Regions from separate parts of the Hordeum vulgare genome. Here region 1 is linked to region 2. The links are chromatin contacts, called in public Hi-C maps. All regions are on one chromosome and are shown on one strand. Each heading gives the region's core, a stretch centred on a gene start, on an enhancer-like site or on the middle of the called end of the contact. The rest is flanking DNA. Distances are from core to core; before and after follow the strand shown.

The links. A called contact is a pair of places that touch in the nucleus more often than the background predicts.
Region 1: a contact with region 2 is called in a Hi-C map of seedling, with 4 times the contacts expected there. The contact joins the promoter of LOC123425371 here to the promoter of LOC123425369 in region 2. A contact is called at or near these places in 3 of 6 Hi-C or Micro-C datasets (leaf and seedling) and 1 of 1 datasets of contacts at active chromatin or transcription factors (embryo).

The regions. Positions count from the first base shown.
Region 1 is chr2H:105,428,855-105,434,942 of MorexV3_pseudomolecules_assembly, reverse strand. LOC123425371 reads right to left here and starts at 3,770. Exons shown (of 3, transcript XM_045109060.1): 1 at 3,259-3,770; 2 at 2,144-2,225; 3 at 887-1,995. The coding sequence starts at 3,735. The coding sequence ends at 1,178.
Region 2 is chr2H:105,157,071-105,162,808 of MorexV3_pseudomolecules_assembly, reverse strand. It overlaps LOC123425369, which reads left to right and starts at 2,337. Exons shown (of 6, transcript XM_045109058.1): 1 at 2,337-2,731; 2 at 5,513-5,598; 3 at 5,681-5,738. The coding sequence starts at 2,431.

The sequences.
Region 1 (6,088 bases), core at 2,521-5,020, 270 kb before region 2:
TTGGTGGTTGGAGTTGCACTGATGGCCGAAGCCAGCAGGACAGGTACGGACGCATAGCACTGAACCTACCGCTGTGGACGGACATGGAGATGAACTAAGGACAGGTACAGAAGCATGAGGAATTCAAAATAGGATATAAGTAGAAAAAACTCTGCTAAGTGGCTGTCATGAGTTCCTGGCCGGCGATAGCAGCTTGCAGCATCAAGCACCGGAAAAGGAGGCCGACATTTATTCTCAACAGAAGCCAGTCTAGCCGCCGGCTGGCTGAAGCTTACCCGGGGCTTCCGGCCGAAGACATTTTCGCCTTTCCAACCATGCGAGGGTCCAGACTCCAGACCAGCTTCCAAAAGAGAGGCGGCCTCCTTCCATGAATGATGATCCCTTTCTCTGTTGAGAAAAAGCTCGCCGTGTTTTCCCCCGAAACATTCAAAAGATTTCGTTCCGCTTTTCGCTTGTACCAGGCTGTGAGTCGATTAAGCTAATCCACGAGTTCTTGTTCCCGGAGGCAGCATGATAATGCACGAGCCTTTTGTGTGTGTGACCAACCTGCCTGACTGCATGATTGATTGGTTATTTGATGATTGATCAGACTTGGCTGATCCACCACCCAAACAAATCTGACCAACCAAGGCACCCACAACAGCACACGCATATCCGTACCGAAACACACACCAGAACATCACGCATCGGTCAGGACATGCCACATGAATTCTTCAGAACCTCAGCTGACGAGTGAGTACAGAGCTGCTGTGTTTTGTGTGCTAGTGTTCATAACATAACATCACATGGATTTGATCAAGTGTGTAATGATCAAAGCATGTTCGAGATCGGAAATTAAGAGTAGTCAACTCGTTCCATCCAAATATTAGTAGTAAACTAGATAGAGTACAACTTAATTACTGGCACGGTATTATATTCATTTATATGAAAAGAACGAACTAAAGAAACAAGCTAGGCACCAAGAACATAACAGCTCAACTCCTCTGTTCACATGCACAACTCAACGCCTAATTAAACACAAAGAAAACAAGAAGGCCACGACATGAACGAAGAAAAGAAAAGGAAAATTTTAACCACAGGCCATGAGTGAGTACGTGAGACTGTGAGTGACCACACACACACTGATGACTGATGACTGATGCCTGATTGCTCTGTCTCTGTCCATGGCGTCTGTCGATCACATGACGCTGCACCCGGCGTTGGGGTCCTCGCCGCAGTACGGCTGCTGCTGCTGCTGCTGCTGCTGGTAGTACGGCTGCCGGTTGCCGTGGTACCACCCCTGGTGGTCGTGCACCGGCACGCCGTAGTACCCGCCGGCCGGCACGGCCGGCCTGCAGCACTGACACCCCCCGCCGCACCCGCCGCCGCACCCGCCGCCGTAGTACGACGGCTGGCCGTAGGGCGTCGGGTCGTAGCTGTAGGACATGGGCCCGGCCGGCGCCGGCCAGATGGACGGCACGGCCACACCCTGGGCCGCCACGGGTGGCGCGATCATCGGCTGGGCCAGTGGCTCGCCGCGCGGCGGCTGGGGTCCGCCTCCGCCCTGTAACTTGGCCTGCTTCATCTTCTCGAGGAGCGGGCCAAGGTCGGCCATGCTCATGCCGGGCGGCAGCTGCGGCATGGCCTTGCCGGGCTTCGCGTCCGAGGCCGGCGGCGCGTCGTCGAACTTGACCTTCTTCTCCGGCTTGGCGGCCGCGCCGTCCTTGGGCTTCTCCTTGTCTGCCTTCGGGGCGTCCTTCTTCTCCGGCTTTCCGCCGCCGTCCTTGGGCTTCTCCGCCTTGCCGCCGTCCTTGGGCGCCTTCTGCTTCTCGCCGCCGCCGTCGTCCTTGCCTTTGGACTCCGCCTTCTGTTCCTTGCCGTTGACGTGCATCTCCTTGATCACCCGGCCGGCCTCGCAGCAGAGCTTCCTGCACAGCTTGTCGGCGTCGAACGGCCCGGACACCGTCACGGCATTGCTCTTCTCGTCGAAAGAGATGGTCTTGATGTTCATCTTGTCTGCACAACACAACGCACGGTCAGCCCATGAGGTTGACGCTGGCCCACCGTAACTTCGCAGGCACGTGGGCCCACGTGTCAGCTTCAGCGTCAGAGCCATAGCTGCTTCTGTGCATGGGTGATTGATGACGGACGGCAGTTAAGTTACCTTGGATCTTGCAGAGGACCTTCCTCATCTTCCTGTAGCATCGGGCGCATTCAAGGTCAACTTTGAGGACAACCGTGGAGATCTGCGAGGAGATCGAGGGGGGGTTAAATGACGGTAAATGCAGCTGAGAATTAAAAGTCTAGATCCAGGTGTGAGAGTCACACTTGACAATTGTTAATGCAGAGTTAACTGTACCTAAATCTCTACTAGAAGGAGTACCAGGATAAGCTAGCTTCCAGAAGGAAGGACTCGCTCTGTCACTCACATGCTCAGATTACAGTCCAAAATTCTTAATCTTCTTATTACTAGAATGGAAGCAACTGTCGCCAATTCTTCTTCAGCCAGTGCGTTTGGAAATGACTACTTAATGCTTGTTACAGTTTACCAGCAGAACTAACTCATAAACCGTCCTAACACATGGAGTATCAAAGATAGTAAGCGTTTCATCACAAATTCAGTGGCCAAACTTAGCTTGTGACTATATGACACTGAAATGTGAAACGAACAAACACATCTATGAGAAAACGACGGGCTTCCGTGCTTGGAAGTTGTACGGACGTACATAGAGATCTTTTTTTGTGCTCGTTTTCCAGTTTGGTTCAAAAGATGATGTTGAAATCAGTTGGCAACCAACGGAAAGGGAAACGCGCGTTGATCTTGGCACCAAAGCGGTGGGTGAAAAGGAAAGGAGCGACATCGCACACAGAAACAAGGGACAGGAGTCGCTCTGGTCAGTGTCCCAGAGATATTTGCTTGCTACGCACTTCATTTCTCCTAGCAGCATTTCTGGCTTGAGTACTCGCCACTCCAACGACTCATGGAGATTCAGACAAAAACGTGGCGTTGTCCATGAAACCACTAGCCACTGTCAATCTCTAACAAAGATGACAGTTGGTTTCGACAAGAGGAGCTGAAATCAGCTTTTTTCCCAACTGTAGAGTGCGTAACGCAGAAGAAGAAGATAGATCAATGGTATGACTATGAACTAGTGAAGAGGGCCTACGAATTTCAAAGAAACGAACGCTCGGGCCGGAGGAATTTCAGAGCGCGGATCACGCACGCGGTGAATCGACAAGGGAAACGGGGCGAGGCGGGCCAGGCGTTGTCGTTGTTACCTTGTCCGCCATGTCAATGGCGTCGCCTGAGGCGTGGCCGTCACCTTCAGAGGAGCCTGTGCTGTGTGCTGTGTGCTCTGGAGGAGAGAGACGGGGAGGATGAATGAGGAAGAAGTATGGATACAGAAGTGAGAAGACCGGTGGTGGGTGCGGCGTTTTAAGCCGGGTGTCTGGCGCACAGGCCACGGGCGCACGGACATCCGGCAGGACCGGCACCAACCCTGGCGGCACACCGACGGGCGGGCCCTCCGGTCCGCGTGGGCCCTTTTTGACCCGACCCGTATTAGCTGTGCGGCATGTGCATATCGCTAGTCGGTGGGCTGTGCCTCTCCCGCCTGCGTCGGGCACGCACCACCTGCCGACCCAAATTAAAATCACTTCTAGAATCAAGAAATGACCTCCGTTCCGTCTCTGAGAAAAACAAAGGGAAATGGTGAGCGCCGTTCTACGCGAATACAGTACTACGCACAACGGCATCCATAATGCCACTGATACTGACTACGCTCCACTTGCTAGTGTCACTAGAGCAGGTCGAGCGAGTGACGTTCAGTGGTGGTAAGTGAACTGCTAGCGATGCGGGCTGCGTTTTGTTGTCTACCCCGCCCTGGGGGAGCGGGGCCATCTGTTCCATGCGGCCAGCAGCATGGCTTGTCAGCACCACGGCCAAGCTAGGAGGCCGCCGATTTCGACACCTCACCGGCACGCGTGACACGATAACGCTCCTGCTGCCACGGCGACAGTGCACCGGCGGCAAGTGCCGCCTCATGCATCCGGCGGGGTGAAAGTGCCATAGATAAATGGAGGTGGCTGGAGCACCATGTCAGCAACAAGAAAATAAGGAGATTTTGCGTGCGACATTTCACCGGACTCCGCTCGGGCGAGAGGCCTGCCCACGCTCTGGTGCTGCGGCGCAGGGAGCACGACTCTTTGTCTTGCTCAGTTGGGTCCTGCGAAATCTCTGCGTAGCGTGAAGTTTTTGGTGATTATTTTACTGCTAGCTAATGGGCAGTAGATAGGGGCAAACGTGATGGATTATTGGATTAGGCCACCAACCAGAGGAGTTAAATTGAATAAACAATGGTGGTACGTCCTTTAGTGGTAGCGCCTTTTGATCTATCTTATTATCGTATCGTACGCACGGCAATCTTGAGCGGGCGAAATGGCCTTTTCCCTCAAAGTGCTGCACAACTCATGTGCCATTCATCGTGAGCTCACCAGGAAACAACCATGGGAACCTTCCGATGTCATTGCCACTTCCCTTTCGGAGCAAGATGCCACCGGAGGCGGCCACGGCCAGATACGGCTGTAGTTTCCGACGCCCCGTGATGCCCCCCCTCACATGGAGAAAAATCCAAACAATCATTTGCTCATCCTTAAACTGGGAGAGAAAATTGTGTAGTACGACCAATGCTGTCAGAATCCGGTGCCGTCTAACGTGCAGCCTGCAAGCGGGGCAAGATGCAAAACCGTTCGCCATGTGTGACAGTGGCGGCCATGGCCAACCACCGAGCGAGCTCGGGAAGATATGATCGCGGCGAGGGTGGCGGCGTCGTGCACGTATGCGCCTGTTCTCATGGCGTTTGCGCCCTCCGTGCTACCTACCGGACATGTGCCTCGCGGGCATTTTTTCCATTTTTCGTCGCCCGTGATGGGGTTGTGTCGGTGCTTCGGCATGTCACGTTACAGTGGTGTGGACGTTTGACAGCGCGGACCCGAACAAAAACATAGCTTCGGCCTCTTGTGATCGCTCCGTGGGTCGGATACTTGGAGCAACTCTGTTTAAAGGGCCGTCATGTATATTTGATCCTGACTTTCCGTCCTCGATCATCATAAATTTTGCAGGGCGGTCTAAACCAAGCCAACGAGATTTCATATTTAGAGGTTGGCCGAAGTGATATAGTGCGTTCTCCATTCATCCATACCAACGTGATGGACATCTTAGGATGCGCGCTCGATTTCACCACCGTTCACATCCCCGTGCCGCATTCTTTTAGTGCCCCGTCTCTTGCTGGAACGGGCGTGGGCCATGGTCGTCTTTGTTGAGCTGCTTTTGGACCTCCGATACTATATCGATCCCATGCCTTTTTTCTTCGTCTGACCGCGTCGTCTATATCATCGTGTGACTTTAAAGTAAATTTTCTCATCTTATTCTTGTTGATTTAGTTTAACGGCTAACAGATTCTTGTAGATAACAAGGATGCACATTATATGTAAATGGATCCGATGGCCGAGCTAATGTTTTATAGTGATTTGTTGTTGGATTTGAGCTCCGAGTTCGTCACTGAAATGATAGACATTGGATGGATAGCTTCGACAGGAAGGACGAGGAAGCATTCGGCATGCGGAATTGCGTTGGAATAGAATAAGAGGAAACTGACAACTCATGCAAAACTACTTTGTGTCATGTTACCTTCTGAGTTTACGTGTTTTGGAGGCGCTTTCGCGTGACCAAACGGCTGCGCCAACGACATAGAAGCCACTGAGCTTTTTTTTCCGAAAACATAGAAATGTCATTGTTCTTCTGTTTTTTTTCACTTTGGAGAAGGTGTCGCAATACTTCGGATGCTTGGATATGTCTCTCATGCATATTCATGGGATGATATTCTTCGAGTGGCCTAAGATACAATCGTAAAGTGCACAAATGTGTTTGTTAAAACTGTGGTGACCGCTTATGAAGAACAGTATATGCGAGAACCCAATGCAAAGAGCATAATCATACTACTAGCAATTCAGGGCGGAAAAGATTGGCCTGATGTTAGGAATTATTGATTGTATGTACGGGAAGTAAAATAATTGTTCTTTAACAACAAGACTTCTAGCAATTTAGGAT
Region 2 (5,738 bases), core at 1,088-3,587:
CCACCGAATCACATATTCCAGCATGAGTGCAGTTATAGCATATAATATAAACTATTAATTACGAATATAGAAATATAGTAATATAAAATTATTGTCTCAAGGTCATATTTCCAACAGACTAGTCGGTGATATTGGCCCAACAATGATGCATATAATCACTGATAGGCCATATATGCGGCTAGTCAGTGATGACTTTTTCCGCTCGAAATGGATCATCTAGAATAGTTATTACTGACTATGGTCGGTCAATGATGACTTTTTGTTCATTTGGAATAGTCATCATTGACTGGTGGCCATAAACCGCTCAGTAATGAGGGGTCAATAGTAAAAGGGATTGTAGTAGTGACTATCACAACATGTAGATCCAAACTAGACACCTTGTATAGAGCCTCTATCCTAAACTCACGGAATACACTTTTGTACCCCAACAGTTGTAATCCGTTATTCATATAATTCCAGAAAAGGAGTATGGTTATTACTCGCATGTAGGGCCCCTGAACCTAGGTAGAACATGTCGCATGTGGTCATGTGGTGACCCTAGGGGACGTCTCACTGTCATATAAATTACATGCAATTATCACACAATTGTTAGATACATTGAAAAAACTCAAAGGTTTGCGTCGATCGCGAGGATCCTCTCGTAGGCAGATCGTATTAGCAACATCAACTACTTCTCCATCATCTTCACCCACATTGTCCTCTTCAACGGTGTTACAAAAGTCGATCCGTCGCCCTCGACTCTTTCTGTGATAACCATAATTCCTCTACTCAAAACTACACCAACAAGCCTGATGTCGGTTGCGTTCCAAGTCTCGCCATACGGGCCCATATTGACCTAGAACTCACGCGACAACACCTCCTTCACGTCGAACTTGCTTCCGGGTCTACCTCAACGCTTTCGACGGCGACTTCGATGCCCGGGTCATCCTCGAGCACGGACTACGACTCTTCCACCATGTGATATGACCTCGACATCCCTTTATACTACACCAGGTCGGATTACGAATTTCCTACGACTTATGATGACTACACCGCATGGGTGACTAGCCCTTCTCCTAGATATGCCCCTTACGCCATAAAATGGTACGACTTGGCGGAATGACAACTTTCCTCGTACTCCCTCGATGCTCAAGTCACGGAATACTGTGTGGAAGGCCAACACTCCAACCAAAACGACAACACGAGAAACATACCTTAGGGGGCTTATAACCCTTTGAATCCAACTCCATTGCTAGCTCCAACTACATCGGATCCAATGACCCGCTTCATGTGATGATGGCAAATGGTCCTCGAGAACCCTCGCGGGCATCATGAATTAATGAACAAACAAAGTGACTTTAAAAATGTTTTCTACTAGTAACAGAACACAACTTTCAAATTGATTACTATACTTCTAGTGAGTTGACGAGAGTCCTTGTACTACTATGTGTTCATCTATAAATTCCTACCAGACCAATATATGAGCTTGTGCTGCTATTTGTTGTTCAAATTACCAACCCCGATGTATGATGCATTTTATGATCACGACCAGAAAAAAACACATAACATATGACATAAATGAAACTTAGGAGAAACCGTGTAACAATTCATCCCACACGTGCTATGTCATAGCTGTTCTTGACCTTTTTATTTTTCTTTTTCTTTTCGAGATGTTGTTTTTGACCTTTGTTCCTTTCAAAGTTTTGTTACAAGACCGAAGAAAACCTTGGCACTTTTCAATTTCACCCCCAATGAAAACCACGCGATACAGAGAGACCCGAAAAGGAGAGGGGAGACATAGTAGATTCCCCTTTCAAGCATCCACCTCCTCACCCTCCTCCTCGCCTCCGCCTCCCCTCCCACCTGTCCGCCTCCCCTCCCACCTCCCTGCGCGCTCCTCCGCCGCCGCCCTCGCCTTCTCGGAGTGGGGCTTTTCCAAGCAGACCGCCTCCCTCCTGCTCGTTTTCGTCCTCCGCCGCCGCCATCTTTTCTTGGAGTAATTTCTTGAAATTTCTGGTTTTCCTTTTGGGGCCAACCAGCCCAAGAACCCGCTCGCTGCTGCCCCTGGCTTCATGGAAGGCTTCTTGGTCAGCCTGAACCCCTTCCGATTCAAGCCGATTTGGCCAGCAAGAACTGCCCCCAAGTCTCTTTGAAGCCCCAGAAACCCTTCTCCCTCGGGGATTGCAAGGAATCCCCGGCCGCCGCTCCCCACCCCCCTGCTAATCTCAAGTTCCCCGTGCAATTCTTGCGTCCTCCGAGGTTTCGGAGAGACGCCCCCCGCCCCCCTTCTTCCCCGAGAACCCTAAAGCCGCTTTCTTCGTTTTGAGGACCCCCCCCCCCCCCCCCACCCCACCCCACACCGCGCGGAAGGTCATGAGCCTGTTGCCAAAGGCTCCTTTCTTTGTTTAGTACTCCGTGCCGGGGGTGCGTCCTGTTGGTACTGCGGCAAGCATGGCGAGGGAGGGCCGTCCGGAGTTCGTGAGGTGGAGGGAGGAGTTCCTCTCGCAGGAGAGGGGCAGCCGCGTCGTGCATTACTACTTGGAAGACGCCGATGGCGTGTCTCATCTGGCAGTCGTGGGCACAGAGCGGAGCCTGCGCCACATGCTCTACGTCGTGTCAGAGGATTTCCATGGGCCGCAGGGAAGCGGTGGTGCTGATGGTGGGCAGGGGATGTTTGCGCGCAAGTGGAGGTCCCGCCGTGAGGTCGTGGATTGGCTCGAGTCCTTCCTTCCGGCGAAGACCCTCACCTCAAGTAATTACCACCTTCTCTGTTTCTAACATTTGATACATGAATTCAGCTGATACTAAGCATTACCATCTGTTATTGTTTCTTGAATTTTATATGTTATATGTTGAGTAGTGTTTCTGGAACATACACACTAAGACATAAATGTCTAATCTAGAAATCATGCTTACATAGTTTACTGCATCGGTCCTCAGCACAGAAGCTTGCTTTGCAATAGACACGATCAGGCACTTCTCAAACCTTCAAGAGCATGTTAGACTGTAATTTGAGAATATCCGAATGGCAAAGTATGTCAAAATTGAGGTTCTCCTGTCCAATTTTATGTCATGTTGAGATATGGTAACATTAATTAGCATAAATGTTTGGATAGCCACTTGTTGATGTATTAGCTTTTGTGCTTTACCTGTTGGGTGACCGTAACATTATTTGATGACATTGTTTTATTGCACTTTAGAGCATCTACAATGGTGGACACTTAAACAGAAAAAATTGAATAGCAGAATTTTTTAAAAGCCCCAAACGTTATCTGGTTGAAAACCAGGCGCTAACCGTCGGCGCTAAATACGGGTGGAGAACAGATCTTGTTGCCTCCTCTCGTCTGGAAAAAAAGGGCAAGCGTTCACTGTCTTATTTTGCGTCGATGCGGCAACCGACGCCAGGAATTGAGGATGCAACAGGTGATAGAACGGGAAATTTTCCCTAGCGCTCTCCCCTAGCGCCTGGCGTTGGAGATGCCCTTACAGACCTGCTAGTCCTTTTCACCATTGTTGTACTAGGCATGTCCGTTCCTGTCTTTTACAGTTTGACCAAACCAGAGACCTAATGTTTATGCACTAGCAGCTATACCTGCCTGGATGCAAGATTGTACACTAGGCCACCAATTCAGGTGTTTGTCAGGTCTTAGAAACTAGCAATTGACGTTCCTATGGGTTAAAAATAAATATTATGGAAGCCGGGGAAGGTCGATACTTGTTGTAGATGATGAGTGTCTACTTTATATGCAAAATCATAGTAGGACCAGCCACTAGGAACAGTTTGTAAACAACAATAAGGTTTAATGTCGCAAACTGATGATTGATCTAATTCAAATCACCACTTCAGGAACTTAGAATTACAGAGCTAAGGCACAAACGATTGGGATTATTTCTGTTCACTCACTAAGATGAATTTGGCCACTGTTGGCAAGAAAAATGAACTAGAGAATGCCAAGGACTTGGAAACCATCCAAACAACAATGTACAAAATTTTGGTCATCACTGAAAATTTGGTAAGATAGGTATTGGACACAAATGAAACGTACCCTAGTTTTTTAGAGAAAAGACCATTGTTGTCTAACTTTGATTAGCAATCCAGACAAAGAGGCCTTGCAGAACGACATGGGACTCCAGTCTGCGAGAGAAGTGTTATAGTGATAACAGGAAGTACGCCGCACGTCAACCTGTGCAAATTTCAACTCACTACTTATAGCAAGGCTAATAATATAGCCAGCAGCTGGCTATATAAGACCACCTTGTCATCAAGAGCCCGCATTATTAATCACTCATATAAAAGCATCTCCAACAGGCGCGCGCTAAATTTTTTTTTGCAGCGCTGAAGTAGCGTTTTTGCGCGCGGGAGCGACGAAGAGGTTTTCCAGATGCACAAAAACACGGCGCCCAATCCGGCGGCCCCACCTGCAGCAGCCAGTGCACACAATCCGGCGCCCCAAATATGCAGCCCGGAAGCCAGCGCGCCCAAAATTTGCAGCGCGGGCGCTGGCGTTTTTTGTGCGTGCTCTGTTTTACAGCGTCTTGCAGAAATGTAGGGAAAGGCTGCGTACTAAAGACCCAAAGTGGTCGGACCCTTCCCCGGATCCTGCGCAAGTGGGAGCAACATGCACCGGGCTGCCTTTTTTTCTATTTTACAGCGTCTGCTGGAGTGCTGTTTTTTGTCTCCGGCGCAAAAAAAACGTCGTTTTTTAGTGCGCGAGGCCTTTTTTGGGCGCCTGTTGGAGATGACCTAATAGGGTTTGCTATATAAGGTTACTATTAAGTTAGTCCCCTTTTCCCCTTTCTCTTTCTCTTTCCTCTCATTTATTCCCTTTTACCTATTAGGGCATGTCTAATAGTATATCCAACAGCTGGCTATGCATGGTTGACATGTCATCAAAATCGTCATTAATCACTCATAAAATAGGGCTGGCTAAGCACGTTTAGAGGTTGGCTCTTGCATGAGAGCTCACTCCTTTCATTTTCCTCGTCTCTCTACTCCAGATAAGCAATAGTGCCATGTAAGCAGGCTTATAGCTCCTTATTATACATGCTCTTAGCAACTAACATGCTCTTTCTCACATCACAATATGAAAATGGCATCTTTCTCTGTGAGACTAAAATGCCATCTAGATGAGGCAGGCAAGTTTAACAGGTGAAAGCTGAGTCACGCTCATGTAGGCACTCTAGTGACAGGCTGTCCTCATTTATGGCAAAATAAGGCAAACTAGCTCACTATATTCTTATATTTTAGGTAGTATGTCAGGATTTGATTTGAGTGAATTACTTCTTTGTGTTTATTTTACATTTGGTAGATTGTCATCCCATTTGAGGGAGATGGACCTTCTGAGCCTTTTCACATCCCTTGTGACTATTCTTTTCCTGCTGCATTTCTTGGCCATAATGTTTCGACCACCTACCAGGCCAGTCCCGTTCAGCATATAACTATAAGTATATAACTTGTATGATTGAGACATGTATTATTTTATTTCAGATTGTTCCTCAGTGATATTGATATCTAGTTGCTTGTTCTTTCCAGATTTTTCAAAATTTGGACCTCGTATGGGCAATGATGTTGGATTAGATGGATACAGCGAAACTGATAGCTATGTGTGTCACAATCTGGTACGCAATCACCTGTAACTTTGCATATAGTTTTGTCGCATCTTCCGTGAACATGTTGATAATTTTCCAATTACATTATTAGGGTACAGCTTGCAGTACAGACATTATGTGGTCTGGTCCATTCTGGACTTGTAGCAAGC